Regions from separate parts of the Mus musculus genome. Here region 1 is linked to region 2. The links are chromatin contacts, called in public Hi-C maps. All regions are on one chromosome and are shown on one strand. The core of a region is the stretch at or near the end of the contact, and the rest is flanking DNA. Distances in the headings are between cores, read along the strand shown. Region 1 holds the start of Slc25a28 (solute carrier family 25, member 28). Region 2 holds the start of Cep55 (centrosomal protein 55).

Region 1 (5,194 bases), core at 1,031-3,530, 5.6 Mb before region 2:
CTTCAGAAGTCAGCCTCATTTTATTCTCTACCCATTTCATGCAGGGTACAATGTCAGCTGGGGAGCACGGGAGGACCCTCAAGAACAAACCTTTTGAATTTTAAAAGGGAAAGAGAAGAAATGCATTCTAGGGAAGTGCCCATATAAAAGTCAGCTGTGGAAGCAAATACATTAACCCCGAGTAATAAACGTGTCTCCCCCGAGGGTAGTTAGGGTGGTTGTAACCCGTTTCTCCTTCTACAAGGCTCTTCTCCCTATCTTTCATCACTGACCCTTGCTTGCCACTCTCTGTGCCATCCGTCTCTAGGTAGACAGAACCACCCTGCCACACTGCAGTGAGTGGCTGGACATTCCCTAGCTCTCCAATGCCACAAAAACAAGCAAGTAGGCTAGGCAAAACAGAAAGAAGGCCCCTGGGAGGAAAATGAGTTTGGAATGGCAAACTTCTGCACTGTATTAAAGACTGTTAATAAACATTTCCGCCTCCAGGGATGCTCCACTTCAGTAGCTAGCAAGGTGAAAGAGACTTAGAAATCTAAAGGCTGGTATCTGGAGTCTTTCCTGGGGGAGAAAGTTCTAAGGTGTGGGTCACTGTAGGACAATGTAGAGTATTATTTCTCACCATGAGAAGTCATTGAACTGAGATGATCATTTTAGGACCATAAAAAAGTAAATATGATAAGAAGAGACGGGATATAGCAGGCATTGTCATTAATTTGTCAGGGAAGAAAATTGATATTTTAACAGGACTGGGGGGTGGAGGCTTTTTTGAGATCTATTCATCTCTCAGAGAAAAGTGCAGGGTAGCAAGAAGTCTGTATATGATGTGGGGAAGAATTCTTAACCCGAGGTTAACGGAATCTCCTTCACGCTGAAACCCGAAATAAAAAGCAGTTTTGTGTGTGACTGGGGATGGGGTTGGGAACTTAAGAGCTTTATTTTCCAAGAGATCACGACACAAACGTTAGTAACTACTGCCAAAGATTAGTTGAAAGACCCGTCCGCCGAAGGGCTAAGCTTTAGAGAGGAAATGGAAAAGCCTCCAACCGTTCTAAGGAAGCGCTACGAAAAGATGGAAAAGTTTGCAATTGCGTCATCATCTCATTAAAATAGGTTGTAAAGGCAGAGCTAGAAACTGGGGAAGCGTGTGCAAACACGCTGCTGAGAAGGGAGCCTGAGGTAGCCTGCAGAACCAGCGAGCGGAAAGGGGCCCTCGCTCCTCAGTAGAGGCTGAGGCTCGAGAGTCGCTTCAGTGCCCGCTTCTGCTCAAGGTAGTGGCCCTGAGGACCAGACGTCCCTAGCATCGTTTTACAACCGGGGAGCGGTTCTCAAGAAGCAGCAGCTCAGCGGTCCCGGAGAGAGAGAGCGGACAGCCATCAGACCCGGTGGAGTTTATCAGCAAGCGAGCTCGGGATACGAAGTTCAAGTGTATGTCTCGGAACAAGCTCCACTCCCAGGCATCAGCAGTTGCTCTGCCGCGATTGGGATGGTGCTCCAAGACCCTGACACCTGTCGTCGCCTCCGAACCATCCCATTTCGCCTTCTCCTTTCCCAACGCAGAGTCCACCCAATGAGAGCTCATCGGTCCACCCACTGGAGGGTTCACTAGGCGGCTTTGGGTGGGAGGCCCAAGGCGAGCGGATCTGCGCTGATGGCACACCACTCCAGAGCCACCCGAGGCTCACAGCCGATCTCCCCTAGCGGCGGGTTGGGCCGTGCCAGGGGACGCAGGGTCCGGGCTGACTCCGCCCCCGCCTGAGATCCCGCGGGAACAGTCGCACCGTGCTACTCGACACCCGGTGCACGCCAGAGCACGCGTCCTAACGGCAACCGACAGCGGTTTGACCTTGAAGGTCTGGCTGGCACCGCCCCCTCTCCCCGGCAGTCCCGACCGCCACGCACGCCGCGCCGGGGTACAGCCGGGAGCCGGTCCCTGTCCTCCAGGCGCTTCTCTCCACATCCAATGGAAGAACGAAGTGGTTCGGGCCAATGGCCACCGCCAAAGTAGCTAGAGCGGTTGAGCCTATCAAAGTTCAGCTTTACGTTTCTCCCGCCTCCGAAACGCTAGGGGCGGGTCGATCGGGCAAGTCCGCCAATCAAGAGCCAATAAACAAGACGCTTCCAAGATCAAAGGGGAAGGGGTGGGACCTACGGGACTAATGACAAGCTATCTGACGAATAACACAGATACATTTTGGCTCCGTAAAAAGGGGGCGGAGACACGTTAGGGCCTACACCAATGGCTGTCTGGGGGGCGTGTCCTCGGGGCCAAGCGGGAGCCGGAGGCCCCGGGCTCTCTGGGCCGCGCCTGAGGCGGACGCAACGGGGCCGGGGGGCGGCGGCAGTGGTGGCGGCAGCGGCGGCGCGTGTGGGCGCCGCGGCTGGCCGAAGTGGATGGAGTTGGAGGGGCGGAGTGCAGGCGGCGTGGCGGGAGGACCAGCTGCTGGGCCCGGGCGGAGCCCCGGGGAGTCGGCGCTGCTGGACGGGTGGCTGCAGCGGGGCGTGGGCCGGGGGGCCGGCGGCGGGGAGGCGGGGGCCTATCAGCCCCCTGTACGGCTGGATCCGGAGTCCGGCCCGGAATACGAAGCGCTGCCGGCTGGAGCCACTGTCACCACGCACATGGTGGCGGGCGCCGTGGCAGGGATCCTGGAGCATTGCGTGATGTACCCGATCGACTGCGTCAAGGTGAGACCTGGACCAGGCTGCGAACCGGACCTGGGGCTGACCCGACCCTGAACCTTGTTTAGAGCCAGAATCCCAACTGAGACCCAGAGCTGATAGGTTTCTTCCTGGCTCCTACCTCTACACACGGTTTGAGCCAATACTCCGTGCAAGCAAAGTCCTGGCTGGTAGATGAGCTCAGTCAGGAACCAGGACTTACTTCTAACGGTCAGTGAGGCGAAGCAAAAATCTTGTCAGCCAAAGACTTGATCCCGATTGGGACTAAGCAGGGATGGGATGGGATTGGGGGGGGGGGATCCCGAAGCACAGGTAAGTCTATAACAAACCAGCTGGCATGAAATCAGACGGTGAACTCTATCCGATAGCTTGGGTTGAGATGTGCTTCGGGTCGGCGCTTTCACAAGCTCCTTGCTGCGTCTTTCCTTTAAAGTGACGGGGCAGGAACCGGAATCTGGGATCTCTCAGCTAGATAAAAGTACGTATTAAATCTTAACCTGGGAGTGGTTGAAAAAAAAATCATTGTGCAGTCAAAAGTGAGAGTTCCAGACTGGAATGGATGTGGGAATAAGGCATGTTAAGAAAAACGGTTTCGGTTTCTCTGCGAGGCAAGATTGGTAGCCCATCTATTTCCTGAACGTAAAAATTGAGCTGGGACTAAGATTCTATGTTGAGGGAGCAAGTGCATCAGCCCCTTACACAACAGAGGTGAAACTGATAGTCTCTTTCGTTGGGCCCCTGAATTTGACAAAAAGGAAAACAGCTGGAGGGAAGTGTGATGATATTAGAAAGCAGATGTGGAGAAACAGAATGAGATTATCAGGGTACGCTCAGGGCTGGACGTAAAGCCAACTGCATCCACAACCAAGCAGGACGGTTAATACACATACAGGTCAGGTCTCTGGGAAGAAGCCTGGGGGAAAATGGAAACATTGTTTTTCCTTGCTGTTCTTAGACTTGTGCTTGAGTCGAGATGCCAGCTACTGAAAGGGCAGTAACTTCAAGGGGGTTCTTGAAATCGTCGATGCTTTCTTTACACCACTTGTGTAGGCACTGGCCTGTCAGCTCTTTGATGGATGCTTTCCCGTTTAGGATAGCATCCACGTCAGCCATGCAAAAATCACTTTCTTCTGCTTGCCCCTGGATTCAGTACTGTTTTGCATTTTCATTTGTAAAGTGGATAAGGAACTAGGGAAAGTGCTCCCGAGGTTTTGTGAATGAGTTTGGGTGATGGAGAGAGAGTTCCTGAACTTTTGTGAATGGCATTGAGTTGGCCAGGGTTTTCAGTACACTCCAGGTTAGCTCCTAGCAGGCTAAGTGCACCTGACTGAGGTAAACATGAGCATTTTAAATGTCCTTGCCACTGGAGAGAACTAGACCGTGACCTGGAGTTAAGGCTGGAGGTGTTCCTTGGGTAGCAGCGTTTCCCAGATAACGTGCTGTGACTTACCTTAAAAGAAAGAATAAAGCCTGTATGAGAGAAATCACTAATGAGCTGTAAAAACGAACATATAGAAATAACAGTGAGTCAAACATTTATCAGAGAGACTGTAGGTTGGATGTCTTGAGTTAATGAAAGCTATATATCCAAAAGTTAAGCTTCAGAGTTACCTCCCTCATCTCCGACTACAGCAGAGGGGTCTGGAGTGCTGTGTTCAGGATAAGTATCATGTGGAAGACAGATCAGAGGAAGCAATAGAATTATTTAGTGGAATGCAGTGTGATAATCTCCAATTTAAAAATGTTACTATTGCGATTGGAAAGGCGGCTCCGGTAATCGTCTGTTACCGGTCATGTGAAAATCCAGGCATGGTAGTCCTTGTATATAATCCCAGTGTTGGGGAAGTAGAGGCAGTCAGATCCTTGGAGCTCACCAGCTAGCTAGTGTAGGCAAATCCACGAGTCCAGGTAAGAGAACCTGTCTCAACGCTGAGTGCCTTTAATTCCAGCACCCAGGAGGCAGAGACAGGCAGATCAAGTTCCAGAATCCGGTCTGTGTAGTAAGACCCTGTTTCAATAAATGAACAAGGTGGGAAGTGACTGAGGAAGATGCCCAACGTCCTGCCCCACACACATTCCCAGGTTTGCACATAATCCAAACAAACATGAACCTGAGCCACACGGAAAGGAAAGAAAGATATGTTACCACTACCAGTCAATTTGATACTTGTATTGTTACAAAATAGTAAGACTTCTCCTTACTTTATAATGCCCTTTTGGCTTTAAACAGTTTTATGAATTCCCTTGTTAGATATGCCAATAGAGCCAGGTGTTAGTGACTCATGCTTTTAATCCCAGCATTTAGAAGGCAGAGGTAGGCAGATCTCTGTGAGTTTGTGGCTAGCCTGGTCTACACAGTTAGTTCCAGGATATCCAGGACTACACAGAGAAACTCTAGCTCAAAAAGAAGGGGGAGGTAGTGGACGAAGTCAAGGAGGAGGAAGAGGAGGAGGAGGATAAAGAAGAATCGGGGGGTGGGGGGAGAAGGGGAAGAAGAAATGCCTCTAGCATATCC
Region 2 (5,120 bases), core at 1,413-3,912:
CCTTATAATGTACTCTGCTCTAAATAGAAGTGATTTATCCAAATCAGTGGGGTCCGGAAAGAAAATTGAGTAAGCTTTTTAGGGTGTTATTATGAATCTAAAACTCTTAGGTGGTAGATACAAGGGAAATATCTACCTTCTAGAAATATAATTTGCATACTTGTTTTTGCTGATATTTGCGAACAGATCTCTCAAGGCAGCCCAGGAGAGTCTGGAACTCACTACGTAACTTGGGTGGCACCGAACTCACAGGCCTCCTGCTTCAGCCTCCCAGGTTATAGGTTTACAGGCACCTGTAAATTAACAGAAAGTTTTGGTTTACAATCAGTGGAAGGGTCCCCAGGCCTTCCACTTTCAAGGTGATATCATACTCAAGAATAAAAACTCTAATTCTGAGTTTATAGTCATGAACTCAACGTGTGCTCTCTGCTTTAGAAGGTATGTGTAGTTGAACTCTGATGTAAGTCGCCCGAGGCCTACATGAACCGGGTATTTCTGGAAGGCAGGGTGGGGCTGAAAGAGACTTAGACTTTGAGAAAAGAATGATGAAGCCAAGACAAGTAGGCGACATGCAGGATAGGATGTGTCTCCGGGATGTCTCAAGGTTCTCTCAGCAGGTAGCAGAGTCTCAGAGAAGAGCATCTGTAGTTGACATAATATAGCCATCTAAGTCGAAGGCTACACCCCAGGTGACCTCATATTCAGTGGCAGCAAAGTCTGAATCAGCCTGCTTCAAGGCTGGGGGAGGCTACAGAACTCTATCTTATTCGTTTTAGAGCGTATGGCAGGAAGAAGTGAGAAAATCCAACACAAGACATTTATAGAAAAAGAGGTGTAATTCTCAGAGATTGGGGGGGGGTGAAAGAAATGAATGGGCAAATGAAGTTAGGCCAAGTTTCACATCTGCTAATAGTACTAGATGAGAGTTTAGAAGCAAATGTAGAATACAAACTCTAGGCAGGCAGATGTGTAGTAAAATACACTGTATATATAAATAATGTAAAAAATAGCTCTCCATTAAGAGATTTAATAAAACCATTTTTCTCATATGTCCTGAGATAAAAATGAAGGCAAGGTGATCATGGAATTGAAAGGAAGATAAGACCTTCCTTCATTCAACTGTTACTACAAAGCTATGGTGATACAGGCTAATAATCCTAGCACTCAGGAAGTAGAGGCAGGATGGGCAGGAGTTCACGGCCAGCCTCATTTGCATAGACTGAAGGCAGCCTAGCTGCACAAAACTGTTTAAACAAATCACAGACTATTACTACAAAGCCTTTTTACCAGGTAACCTAATCGGGACTGGATATAAGCTGGCTAAAGCAACAGAAAGAAGAAGAAACAACATAGAGTCTCGGATGCTAGGAAGCTTTCAGAACAGTGTAGCAGGCAACAGCAATACAACAAAAGAAAAGGAGATTCACATATTCTTAAACTGTAATTAATACTAATAGTCATAAAAGCTACCACTACAAGAAAATCTACTTAGGGCGGTGAGTGTGAGGTTGTCCTGTATAAAATCAGCCTAAAAATAATAGAACTGCATAAACAAACTTGAACGAAATCTGTATTAATGCATTCAACCTGGTTTTGCCCACTATCTTGACAAATACCAAGTAAAATTGCTAGTACAATCTGCCGAGGCAAATGCACAGTTAACGTGTTTTAGGAACCTGCTACCACAAACGTTTCTCCCTGGGCTTCTGCTGACGTCAGAAGGAGGACTTAACAGTTTGAAAATACCCTCAGGACATTTGCATCCTAACTTTTGGAGAGGATTCCTAAAAACTTAGTGTTCTTGACTCTTGTCTAGGCTGACCCAGCACACACTCCTCCTCATCTCAATCCTGCTCTCACCTAGTCTTTCCTTTCCCAGTATTTTCTATTCCAATCGATCATAAAGTTCTTTTTTTTTTTTTTTTAAAGTTCTTCTACTCGGGAACGTCCCTACCCAGTCCTAGTGGAATCTCCTTCAGGATGTGCTCTCTTAAATTTAATATGGGACACAGAACTCACCATACATACACAAGCTAGCAGTCAGTACTATCTGCTCACAACATTTTCTTTTTCAATCAACAACTGTTCAAAAGAACTGTGTTTTGATTTTTTTTTGGGGGGGGGGGCATACAAGAGCTTAAAGGCAGCTGCTTGGAAATCTCTGACTCGACTGAAGGGACCTAAGTCATTCTGGTCAGGAGTCTAAAGAAGCATTTCCGTTCAGTAAATCTCCCAAATCTACGAGGGGTCAGGAAAGAGGCAGGAAAATAAAAAACTGCAAAGAGAAGCGCTTGCTAAGCAAAGGCTGACCGCACTGGAGACCTGAGAGACCTGGCTCAGGTCACTGGCCTCGCGGTAACCTCTCTGTTAAGAAAGTGATAATACCGCCAAGTTCAAAGGAGCCGAAAGGATGGCCTGCGGGCCGGCGGTCGACAGGAACGCAGCGCGGGGTCTCTCAGGGAGCCAGCATGTGTTCCAGCGATTCCAGCCAGGGGAGACGGAGTCCTGCGGCGTGATCTGCTCACCAGCGCTCCTCCCGGGAGGTCTAGTCCTGCCCAGGGGCTAACGAGCCCCGGCTGTCCTCCCCTCCCTCCCCGGCCGAGGCCGGGACCACTCACTACCTGAGACAAACACAGCGCTCGCGTCGCCGCCGCAGACCACTTATCAACCAGGACACCGCTTCCGGGAGTTTGAATCCCGCGGCTGTAGGGCGGGTCACGTCACTGCCGGCTTGGCGAAGGGCGGGGTCTGCAATCAGAGGACGGGCGGGAGAGGGCGGGGTCTGCAATCTGAGGAAAGGCGGGAGAGGGCGGGGCCTGCAATCTGAGTGAAGGCTGGAATCTGAGGATGGAGGAGAGAGGGAGGGCCCAGGAGCCTGAGGGCGGGGCAAAGGCGGAGTCTAGAGCCAGAGGAGGGGCGGGGCAAGGTCTGGAACCCGACGGCAGGCGGGGCGAAGACCGGCTCTGGAATCAGAGGGAGGGGATCGAAACTAGCCGGGCAGACGGGTAGGGGCAGAGTGGGGAAGGTAAGGGCGAGCAAGACATAGAGCCTGACGGGAGCTACAATCCGTGCCGGCCGGGTCAGAGAAGGACCTTGTGAAGATAGAGGGTGTCTGTGGAAACGTGGTGTGAAATGAGGCGGGTGTGATGGTGTGGGTGTGGGTGTGGGTGTGCGGGAGTGTGGGCGTGGTGGAGGCGGAGCCAAGGACAGAGTCGGAGGACCAGTTCAATCTGGGCCTGCTTGCTTTTCTCTGTGTGTTCGGACCCTGCTGTTATCCATAGGACAAGCTCTGTGACCCTCGCCTGGGACTGACTGGTCTATGTTCTTTGGGAACCAATTTCTCTTTGTGAGGTAGAGCACAACCTCCTAGTCTTCCGGGCGGGCCACTCATTTACCCTGTCAAACTCAGGGGCGGAGCAATGGGGAACGAAGCTGTAGGGAGCTGATAAACTCCCAGTTTGAAAACCGAGATTGTGAGCCCCAGCAGCGATTCCAGATTGCTGCCCTACAGGCAGATGTGTCTTTATTGGTCTTTATCGGTCACATCAGGGTCTTGATTAGCGTCTTGAGAACTTGAAGCAAACAATTGCTTATGGCGTGTCGTTCTTAGACTTAGCCTAGGCATACCAGAAGTTTACAGCGAAAAAAATCAGTAGCAAAGCATCCTATGAAGGTAATGTATGTAGTACAAGGGTTAAAATCCTGAATGCCTCTTAATAGATGTGTGGCCTTGAGAACATTTCACTTCCTTGAGCCTCAGTTTCCTGATCTATACCAGGATGCAGATAACCATCTGGTAGTGTGGCTGCGAGGGCTAGAGTTTAACAAATGTAGTTAGGCACTGTTAAGTAAAAGACAACAAATCCATTTGTTACTGAATCTAGTGGATGAGAAACCATGTAAGGAATTTCAGTTTGTTTTATTTGTTTAAAGCAGGAAGATGGCAATCCAAGATACTGGAATTCTCTATTTACACAGTCCTCCCGCCTGAAGTATGAACGGAGAAACAGATGGAGAAAGGAATAGTCTTATTAACCACAAGGTGGCACACTAGAAGGCGGCAAGCAGGCTTTTGCGTTTCAATGTCCATCTTTCCCTTTTGCCCTGTTTTTCAGGGCATGTGGGTGTTTTTTGGGGTATGTGGGCCCCAAACAGGTGGAGCCTGGGTGACCCCGTGTTCCAAAGAGCAGCCTGTTCTGGTGTCCTGGTTCTGCACATCTTACCTTCTTTATGTAGAGCCGTGAGGTGTTCAGTTCAACACTTTTGTGTTGATTAAAATTAAAATGTCTGGTTATTGCTGAGGTCAGCTTTTCTGGCAAGCATCAACTCCAGGAAATTGACCTCTCATAACCTGAGACAAGGGAGGAAGGGGAGGGACTATGTTTTTAGCTAACTTCAATGAGCAGGTGTTCGACAAAAGGTAAATTTCAGTGGGCAGCTAATTCTGGAGAGTGCAGTATGGAATATGCAGAAATGGGGGTATTATGCATGTTTTTATTCCCAAGAAGCAGTTTTGGCTTTCTTCTTATTTGTGTGTTAAAGTGTCATATGGGAGTGATTAGGGGTGGGAGAAAGTTTGTCAACATGAAGTCAGGATGTGAATATTCACTGCCCAGACTATATAAGAAGCAAAATTGGAATCAAGTAGGAGGATCTTATATGCATGCACGATCTCCAACACACACACACACACACACACACACACACACACACACACACACACACACACACACACCAGGGGCAGGGGAGGGTTCCTTAAATAGTAGAGCACAGAGGAAGGGTAGGGAAGTTCACTGCAGTTCTACATCTGCCCTCCAGAACCTTGGTTCTTGTGGAAGCTGCAATGAATAAGGACTAGTAAGGGAGAGGCATAGCCAGGAGGTTCACTGGGAGGCTTGGATTATTTGTAAAAGCCAATGTTGGATCTAGACGTCAGTGTTTGCTCTTTATAGACAGGCACAGTCGTGAAGCTTCAAGCTGCTAGCTGTTTCGATAGCATCTCATGGAGATCTCATTGTCCAGGTGATACTGACAGTTCACTCAGGGATATTCTAGGGTGAGGATTCAAGACTCGTCTTTATTCATGTAAGGAGAAAAACGGGAATGTCTTTATCTTAGCA

Evidence for each region. Hi-C and Micro-C count contacts between places; a contact is called where the count stands out from the background.
Region 1: a contact with region 2 is called in a Hi-C map of CD8 T cells, with 4 times the contacts expected there. A contact is called at or near these places in 2 of 484 Hi-C or Micro-C datasets (CD4 T cells and CD8 T cells).

The regions. Positions count from the first base shown.
Region 1 is chr19:43,671,967-43,677,160 of GRCm38.p6, reverse strand. It overlaps Slc25a28 (solute carrier family 25, member 28), which reads left to right and starts at 2,280. Exons shown (of 4, transcript NM_145156.1): 1 at 2,280-2,685. The coding sequence starts at 2,395. It overlaps BC037704 (cDNA sequence BC037704), which reads right to left and starts at 1,983. Exons shown (of 1, transcript NR_045645.1): 1 at 1-1,983.
Region 2 is chr19:38,052,583-38,057,702 of GRCm38.p6, reverse strand. Cep55 (centrosomal protein 55) reads right to left here and starts at 2,662. Exons shown (of 10, transcript NM_001164362.2): 1 at 2,386-2,662; 2 at 137-293.